Regions from separate parts of the Bactrocera dorsalis genome. Here region 1 is linked to region 2. The links are chromatin contacts, called in public Hi-C maps. All regions are on one chromosome and are shown on one strand. The core of a region is the stretch at or near the end of the contact, and the rest is flanking DNA. Distances in the headings are between cores, read along the strand shown. Region 1 overlaps LOC105228423 (CDK5 and ABL1 enzyme substrate 1). Region 2 holds the start of LOC105228423 (CDK5 and ABL1 enzyme substrate 1).

Evidence for each region. Hi-C and Micro-C count contacts between places; a contact is called where the count stands out from the background.
Region 1: a Hi-C map of whole body shows a contact between it and region 2, with 4 times the contacts expected there. The contact joins the enhancer-like site here to the promoter of LOC105228423 in region 2. A contact is called at or near these places in 2 of 2 Hi-C or Micro-C datasets (both in whole body).

What each region holds. Positions count from the first base shown.
Region 1 is chr3:6,310,845-6,316,215 of ASM2337382v1, reverse strand. The region is part of intron 2 of LOC105228423 (CDK5 and ABL1 enzyme substrate 1); the gene reads right to left. Among protein-coding and RNA genes, the nearest start is that of LOC105228424, 41 kb to the left of the region's middle. Within about 2 kb of position 1,530, the one cell type or tissue checked has open chromatin away from gene starts, as enhancers often do.
Region 2 is chr3:6,268,344-6,273,251 of ASM2337382v1, reverse strand. It overlaps LOC105228423 (CDK5 and ABL1 enzyme substrate 1), which reads right to left and starts at 2,875. Exons shown (of 9, transcript XM_049453616.1): 1 at 2,101-2,875. It overlaps LOC105228480 (atypical protein kinase C), which reads left to right and starts at 3,404. Exons shown (of 10, transcript XM_049453613.1): 1 at 3,404-3,694.

The sequences.
Region 1 (5,371 bases), core at 281-2,780, 44 kb before region 2:
AAAACACAAAAACACGCTACACACGCAGAATGGAAACATTTACAAATTGAATGAGCGAAGATAAAAGATTGGCTATTCAACAAGGGACCGCGTCCTACCATAACTACAAACGCCAAAAAGAAGCTATAGGGGGAAAGAGAAGTAGAGAGACGAAGCGAAGCTAAATGACGTTATCAGTATTAGGAAAGAAAAGTTGTGTTTTTAATTACAAGACGAAACGAAACGCAGCCGCATGGAGTGTGCGGTGGAGCCGAGTGGTGGGCCAACCAACCGAAATAGCATAGCACGGCATAGGCAAGGCAAGGCAGAGTGTGTAGCCGAAAAATGGTTTGCTGGCAATGAAAAACTTAGTGACGAAACAAGAAGAAACACCACACAAAATGAAAGGGAAAAAATATTTTGAGGAAAAAAAATAAGAGAAAAACAGTGCAGCACAAAAGTCTGAGCGCCCAGCAAATCACCCTGAGTTAATTGGTCTAGGTCGAGGCTACAAAATTTAATGAATCAAATAGCGAAACTAAACTGATGGACATGCGAACAACGCATGCATGCCTTGGATGAAAGATAGTGATGTGAGTCATGGATATGCATATGTGTGTATGTGTGTATGCTTGAAGGGCAAAGAGATAGTGTTGGATCAGTTAGTTAGACCAGCAGCTGGGTGGATGTGTGAATGTATGCGGTAAATAACGGTTAGAATAGAAGTGTGTCGATAACAGTGTGTGTTGAGACGGAAATGCAGTGGGGTAGGGTGTGATGGAAAAGCTGCTTTCGCAGTGAGAAAAGCGATGCGTTGCGATGAGCACGAATCTTCAGGCGGTACGACGAAAAGCGGGTGCAGCGAGGCGGAAAACAGCTGAGGGAAGTATTGTGGTAGCAATTAAGCGGTATGCGAAGGGGAAGAGGCATATAAAAATGGCATAAAAATACTTTGATATGGCCAATTGGAGTTTGGACTTTGTGATGTGGAAACAAAACTCGGCTAATTGGACGAACTTGTGGCGAAGGCTGGTGGAAATAGAGAGAGAGGTTTGTTTGCTTGCTGGCGATGGCAGTTTTGTCTAGTTGGGGAGTTGTGTGAGGAGGCAGCAACAACGCATGGGGCGTAACAATTAAAAATGGCTGCTGCTGGCGTGCTTACACACATACAAGCACGAACTCATACATACTTACCTACACTCAACCGAAAACGCAGCCATCACAGCTAAAAGCAACTTTCGAGATTGTGGGTGGGTATGTGTGTTGGAAAAGGCAATTAATGCAATTTCTGCTTGCGCGCCTGTGTGTGTGTGTGTTTTTCTTATACCTACCACCGCCCGCTTCCCCGCTACTCCTGCTGCATTTTCGGCCATTTAACAATTAATTAAGACTCGGGTGTCAAGTGTCAACATTGGCGGCCACACAAGCACACGCACCCGCATTGTGGGCGCGTTGGCGGTCGGCTAACGGTTTGAGGTAACAATTATAAACTGTTAATTAGTTGGAGTAAAAGAACAGGCGCCCAGCAATGCGGCACAAGTGGCACAGCGCGCGATGACTCGACTCGACGCAACGCGAAAAATTTTCTTGCTTCTGTGGTCGGCAATACATATGTAGTCGTATATATGTATATGTATGTACATATGTGTGTGTGTGTGTAGGTGTATGGAAAATGTTTTACGTGGAAAGCGGAAATGCGAGCGCACAAATGAATGGACAAACAGCAAGTCGCTTGCACGCTTAGCGAATCAAGCGAGAAATGGAAAAATGCAATGCGTTTGTGCTGGTGTTGGTGGTGGCGGGGGAGCTACGGAGGGACAGTGTTGCGTGCGTGTTGGTACGCAGTTTAGTTTTCGGTTGATTTTTGAGTGTAGTACGTACGTACATACATATATAACTGAGACTTCGAAGTTTCAACAACAACATACATATAAGTAAACAAAAACAATTGTTGATAAGTGAGCGGTATGCGATTCTGTAGACCACTAGTTGTTCCGTTAAGCGTATTTCCACATACATACATATGGGAGTGTAAATGTGTGTGTGTGAGATCCCAATTTCAAACAAGTGTTTGTTTTCGTCATTCTACGTTTGAAAGTATTCTTTTCTTTTCCAAAAATACAATACCGATTTTTTGTACATGACCAAATAGGAATTTTAAACCATGGAGACATTAGCGAAATCCGAGCATTAATTTTCGGACTCTATATTCAAGAAACCGACCTTTTCAAAACCTTCCACAAGACTCTTGAAGAACCCCCAGAGATAATCTAGTGATTTGCGTCCAGACCATACTGAAATTATGGAGGGAAGAGTTCTCCATCCTGCTGAATGGCAGGTTGGATTCCTCAATCAATAACGATGGAGCAGACGTTCCATTGCCGGCCATGAAGATGTCTGAATAGCAATTACCCGTCTGAAGAACAACAAAGCGGCGGGGGCCGGCGGGGAAAAGGTTCTGCGGAGGATCTATGGTTCTTTAGCGCATTTGAAACGGCGAATACCTCAGCCGATGGAACGATGGACTGTACGAGATATTCGACGACATTGACACCGTTCAGTGAGTTAAGAGACAGCGGCTAAGGCCAGCTCTGAACGTATTCGACGCCCTACCCGCGGGGGGAAGTCGAGGAAGAGGAAGACCTCCACCGAAAAATTTCTCACAGGGTATATTTTGAGTATATACTCATACGCTTTACACACAAAATGTTTAATACCAAATGCTTAGGAATTTCCAAAAGAACAGTCGACTGCAAGTGAATTGAGATTCTTCATTGTGCTGGTTTCTAATGCTATTGTTGAAAGTCTAGTTGCTGTTAGCTGCTCGAATGTGCAGTACAAGTGCACATATACTTAAAAATATACACACATACATATGTATACAAGAAGAGCATATAAATACACAAGCAGCGCCTTTGAGACTGATTGACTTTTCGTATATGCACACGTATGTATGTTTGTATATGTATATACTTATATAAGTATGTATATGTGTGTATGCTTGTAGTTTGATGACCTCACAAGTGTGTTTTCGATTTTCGTTTGATAACTTACACATATACAATACAAGTATGTACTTTTGTATGTATGTATATAGTATGTAGGCGTGCATACACATGACGCACTTATGCAATTCATATGGAGTCTCTTAAAGTTGATACACTATTTTTGCTATTGTTGTTTCACTATCAAACTCTTAAAAAAGCAAACCGAAGCAAATGCTTGTTGTATTTTCTGTTTGCCTATTGAAACTTTAAAGAAATTTAAATATATTTTACACATTTCTTACCTAAAAAGTTTGAAAGACGAGAGAGAATTGAATATAATGGATTTATTCAAAGAGATTTATTTTCAAACATAGAGCCTTAACGAATGAACATTTTTTGTCAAGAGCCTTTTTATGTTCATTTAATAAAAATTTAGAAAAATTCATAAAAATTTAGAAAAAAAATTCATAAAAATATGTAAACATTTAGAAAAATTTTTTGAAAATTTAGAAAAAAAAAATCATAAGAATCGCAATTGACTACGCTGACTTTTTAGTGATTTTTTTAGAAATAAAGAAAATGAGAACATATATCGTTATCATAACTTGTATAGTCACTATAAATTGTAGCAGAACTAAATACTCAACCACGATCCCACTTACCACGAATATTTTTTCGAGAGTTTCTGGAGGTATAAGAATTTCGAATTACTTTTGAATAATGTTTTTAAGTTTTCTTAATTGACTTACATTACAATGAAAAATAATTTTTTTGAAGTTTATGTATTTAGAGTCAAAGCGTTATTCTGAATACTAAAATAATTTGGAAGTAGAAAACATTCTCTAACTTGCGACAAACTAAGAACGAAAATCCAGGCTACATTTTTTTCCATATTTTTGAAAGTTTCTGACTTGAATTCGATTTTTTTCATATATTTAATGTTTAGACCCTTAAGAACATATCCTCCAAAGGATTTTTAAAAATTGAAATTATTTTAAGAGCTACAGTTACTTTAGGGACGAAGTACCTAGCCCGGTATTATCCTTGATCTTTATACATATAATCCTTAATCCTTTGTTTTTTAATATTTAAAAAAAAATCAAGAATTAAAAAAAAAGCGTAAAAAATTATTTTAATTTTCAGGCAGTCGCCATTTTTCAAAAAAAAAATGTTTCGTGTTCCCTTAATCGATAATTTTATCGATCATATCCGATTATTGAAATAAAATATCGACAAAAATTTATCGGTAATTTTATCCATCATAGCCAATTATTAAAAAAGGGTGTTATCGATTTAGTAATCGACAAAAATCGATAACAAAAAATAGTATTTATTTATTATTTTTTTGGTACTTCTATTAAATTAATGCTTATTAAAATTTGGTGAAAAAATATGCAAAAAATTAACTACTTTTAGTTCGATCAATTTCTAAGAAGCTTTTGATGGTCCGAAACCATTTCACACAAGGAATTTTTATAGTAAAATAAATAAAGTTGATTTAACTGATTTCGGACAAAAAAAAAATTGTAAAATTGAATTGTAAAAAATCGATAACACGTTATCGAAGTTGTAATCGATAGCAATCAATAATCGATAAATGTGAATATAAAAATATTATTTATTTATCTTCTTTTAGTACATATTATTGAATTAAATTTTACTTAATTTTAGGGAAAAAATTGTGCATAAAATGAACACTATTAGTTCCTCTCAAAATTTTTCACACACGGAATTTTCATAAAAATAAATTAATTAAGTAGAACAAAATTGTAAAAATCGAAATTAAAAAATCGATAACATGTTATCGAATTAGTAATCGACAATAATCGATGGCAAAAAATATCTTTAATTTATTCATTTTTTCGGAACGTTCATTGAATTCAATTTTTTTCATTCTCGTAAAAAAATGTGCATAATATGAACTGATTTTATTTTACCGAATTCTTTGGAGCTTTTCTTTGTCTGAAATCCTTTCATATTTGAAATTTTAATTGTAAAATAAATTAAGTAGAACAAAATTATTTCAATAATAGCAAATAAAGCAAAGAATATAGTACATAAAAGCTATAATACAAACAAGCTATAATACATATGTACATACATACATATATACAAAACAAACCCTCTTGAATGGCAATCGACCAAAACGGTAACAATTGACGTGTTAAAAGTGCGAAAATGACGCACGTGACTATCAACTACTTCTATTCATTTGTACTCTCTAATCGTAGCACAAACAAATTATTAGAACAATTATAGTCAATCCGCACACATACATACATACATACATACACACCTGACGCACATTTCAATGGCTTAAACCACTTTAAATACAAAGCAGTAATTATATGCGATTAGCGAAGCCAAAATTGGTGCGAGAGGAAGTAATTGGGCATGTCCATTAA
Region 2 (4,908 bases), core at 1,626-4,125:
AAACCCAGCGCACAACCAGGGGCGGGATGGTACGCCTTCTCACTTTAGCTCGCCTTCAAACGAATGTTTTTTGCCTACCCAGAGGATACTTAGTCTAAGACCGGGAGTCATGAGCTGATTGAGCCATATGTTAAAGGATCGTTTCTGGCCACTCCCAAGTGAATGACAATAAGAGAACTTTCCTTAATTGCGTGAACTTCTACACATGACTCCATCCTCCTTTGTCGAGATACCTTCCCAAAATCTGGCTTAGATTATTGTCTAAGAGAATACTATAATCTCAGAAAAAAATTCCATATCGGACTACTGTAGCCTACAGCTCCCTTACAAATTGATTGTTGAAAATCTAGTTCTTATGTATGTATGTATATTAAAGCTTTTTCATTTGTGAAAGGTATAGTTAACGTCTTTTCTTTTTTTTAGTAATTTCATCATATAGATTTTTTTTTTATTATTGTTGGGAACGTTGCACTAGTTATGCAGTCACAAGACTTGTGAATATTACAGAAGACAACGAACGATGTAAGCAGACAATACTGAAACGCCGTCAGGCTAGACAATCGACCGGCTTATTGGCTTGCCGACTGGCTGACGATTCGTTGAATGGAACGTGCCAGAAAAACAGGAATGATACGATGAATTTCACTTATATGCCTAAATGTGTAGTATGCATATATGACGATAGGCATGTAGTGGAGTAAGCAGCCAGTCGGTTGGTTTGTTGCTATTGCCTTTTGTATATTGGCGAAAAGTTTCATGTGATTTTACAATGTAACGGTTGTTCGCATTTGTTGTATGTTTGCTCATTATGAATTTGATCGATTTTCCGAAGTCCATGTTGGCACTTAGCAACACAACATTTGCGATTATTTGTTTGGAGATTTGTTTTTGCAATTTAGTTACATACAAGAGGAGGCTTGGGAACATACATATGTGAACTGCGGTTTAATGGTTTTCCAATTCGCTTCAGATGATATACAAGGTAAACTCTTGTGAATGATACGGAAAGCGAAACATTTATGTATATTAAAAACTGTTAGCAAATTTTCAAGGGCTTTTGAAAATCTGATAGCAAGCAAAAATATCACTAAACCCAAGACGACACATTTCAGGTCTGCACATGTACAGTAGAGGCCCGCTAATCCGGACACGGCCTAATCCGGATTCCACTGTAATCCGGACAGGATTAAAAAATTCAAATTTTCTATTATGTCCCTTGTAATCCGGACCGACATTCTCTATCCGTATTCTCTACTCCGGATCACACGTTTATTATTCACTACATTCGCTTCTTAGAACGCTACGGCAGCGAGCAATGGAGGCTAAACAAAAAAGCGTTCGCCCAACAAAATTAACCGTTTTTTTTTTCAATTAAATTTAGAATTTATATTACACCGCTTAATACATACAAATTTCTAACGTTTATTTTCAATGGATTGTTTTAAGTCTTTTTTTGGAATATGTGTATTATTTGTTATAATAAACAAACAGAAATTTATAAATATTTTTTCTTAATACGTAGTTCTGATATGTCTTTGGTAATCCGGATTCCCTTATATTCCGGATAGGGGCCGGTTTTAATTGATCCGGATTAACGGGCCTCTACTGTATTCACATACGTTCGAACATATGTATGTGTGTACACATCTATTTCCACTATATCATCTTTATTTTTGTGAAGAAAATCGATTTTCTTCGCCTGCATTCCTTCGTAAATAGCAGCCGCTGTCGTAGTGGCGAAGGTTGCAACAAAAAGTAATGGAAACAAAATAGAATAAAAAGATCAAAACAAAAAAGGGAAGAGTATAACTCATGCACGAACGATAGCCGCAAATAGCGGATGGCAAAACGGCATAAAAAGGAGATGGAGATGACCAGTGGAAAATTCCGGAAAGTTTTACCCTGCTACGTGCAGTTATACTTACGTGTTCATGTAAATTACAGCCAAATGGCAAAGAAAATTACTGGGTGTGTGAAGTAGGATTAGAAATGTTTATACGACATAAATACATATGTATTTTATATATACAAATATACATATGTATATGCACATATGTAATAAGCAGAAAATTTGCATAACTTATATTTGTTTCCACTTACCAACAATGTTTCTAATTTATTTTCGATATTTTGGCAAACACTTCAAAAAGAAACCACACACTTTGTTTTAAAATATAAATGCACACGCGTTCGTTTAGCCCAGCAACAGTGGTTGTGACGTAAAGTTGCGTTATTTATATATATTTTAATGGTTTATTTTGTATTAAGTTAAAATTGTTTCAGGCGAATCATTTTGTCTATTTTTGTATACACTTGCTATGAAAAATCGCTTGTTGACAAAGGTTTACAATACGCGTTCGGCACAAAACCGTAAGTGGAAATTTGCTGTTAAATTACTGCACTTGCACATTATTACAACACGGCTAATTTCCAATATAATTCTTTAACAGTAAGTTTCTTTACTGATGCAGTAATTCCTTGCGTTTTTCGTCAAACTAATTTGTACTCTACGCCCACAAGTTTGGTCTCCGGAAAAACGGTGGACATCAAGTTCGTTTTCTTCTCTGTTATTTACGAAAATCGCACACGCTTTCGCTATTTATCTACTCGTTGCGAGTCTCTTCGTACGTACCCGTGCCAATGTCCACCTTACGATTACGATTGTCTCACAAAATACAAATTTAGCTTATTCGTTGTTTTATTTTTCAAACATTAAATGTTACATATACAATTAAGACACAATACACACGTATTTAATATGCAATTTTTAGATAATTTTATGGAAAATAACAGATTATAAACTGTTATCACACAACACTAAAAACAGATGTGAACTTTTCCAGGAGAGAGAATTTTTCGGACTGATGAAATAATCTGACAACTCTAAACGAAGAAAGAGTGCAAAACAAAATATCAAAAAAAGTGCTGCCAAGTTTAGGTGCCGCGTTGCGTTGCCAACCGTGGATGACAAAAGGGTATTTATCGTATTTGCATAATAACTGTTATTAAACTTGGATGTAATATACAAAAATAATAAGAATATATGTAGAATAATTACAATTTGATATTTGAATGTAATATCTTTCTTAATAAAGCTACAAACACAAAATATATCTATTTTTTACATATGCTGCCAATTGGTTGGGCTTATTACAGACAACGTATATCATTTACGTTCTCTGCTTATTTACGCTGTCAAGTATATACCTTTAGCTATTACATTTTTTTAAGCGAAAACTTGACGGTTATGGATTAGACATTATATAAATTTTAGTTATTTTTAAGGTCTACTAACTTTAATAAACTTACTATTTCTGAAAATAACTATTTTTCGCTCGTAGGAGGATGTGCCACTGTCATGCAACTTTGCTGCAAATAACTGGCAACTCTGCACATCTACCATTTTTCTTCGCACACTCGAAGTTTTATCTTGTTTACGGTTGTCGTGCCGCTCACCCAATTAAACTAAATAAATTTGTTGGCCTCTTTCTAATTAAAATCTTAATTAATTTTAGTTTTGTTTACTTGAGTTTATTGTGTTTTTGTTTTATGTTGTTTTAAATTCTAATAATGCGAATTAATTACATTTGAGACATTATATTCGCTATAAATTTGTGAATGAGAATAGAAAAAAATAAGAATAGCAAGCAGTGGCAAATGTGAACATAAAGAAGTGTACGCAGAGTGAAGAAAGGTAAAAAATTTGTGGAAAAAAGGTGGAATAACAGTAGACTTGGCCTAAAACGGCAAGTTAACCAAGTACGTTCACATACTACTTAATACCTATTGGCCAACAGTACATAGTTGGGGTGTGGAATAAGCGCATAAAATATGTGTGGTAGAATGCAACTAATACGCAGGAAATCGTTATAATGGAAGAATTGCTGTTGAGTAATGTAACATAAGTACCAATAAGCTGTAAGAAATAAGCTGCGAATTATAGACAAGCACAAACAGATCGGAAGCACTACGACTTTCTATATATTATCATCCCACAAGTGGTCAATGTACGACAAAATATGCAATCAATTAAGTGGAACACCACGCTGGCTGGTATAAGTATTGCAATAGCAAATAATTAGAGACCGCTGTAATTTTTCGCATATCAGCACTTATTTGCAAAGAAATGTGTTAAAAGTCAAAACGTGTATTTATTAACTGCGTGCAGTTGGTGGTTGTGCTAAATACTAATTTATCTAAGATTTGGAATGTGTTAATCGTTGTACTATTGGTGTTTTACGTCAGCACAGTGAGGCATTTTAACGAAATCAACTTGTTGCATGATTCATTGCCGGCTGGCTAGGCAACGAAAGGCAGTAATGAAGGGCAGTCAAATTACTGTCGCAAGTGTTGCCACAGTGTTTTAAATGTGTGTTAAAGTGCGAAAATAATTAACATGCAAAAAATTATATAGTTGTAATTAAAAGTTTTGATTAAATATACGCCAATTTCACTCTGTTTAAAACTAAATAATAGCTAGCTTGTGACATACATACATATTTGCCGCGTTGTCGTGTTTATATTTATATACCTTACCCGTATGACCACTTGTGGATTCACGCATTTGTTTACATTTCGTATTTCAACAACATCATGAACGTTTTTGTTGTAGCGCTTAATATACATACATATACACACTGATGCAGGGAGGTGGGATGCTGCTGGCGTAAATGTACTTGTATTTATCGCCCACTCGAATCTTGTATATGTAAAGCGGCAGAGAAGCATGTGAATTACAGTGTTTACTAAAACTATGAAGAAAACTATGAAAATAATAATAAAAATGAAAAATTAAAATTATACCAAAAGTTATTATGAAAAACTTAAGTTTTTACAATGCAGACTATTTTTTTCTCAATTAAAAAAATTAAATTGTGTAGAAAAAAGAACCATTTCACCAAATTATGT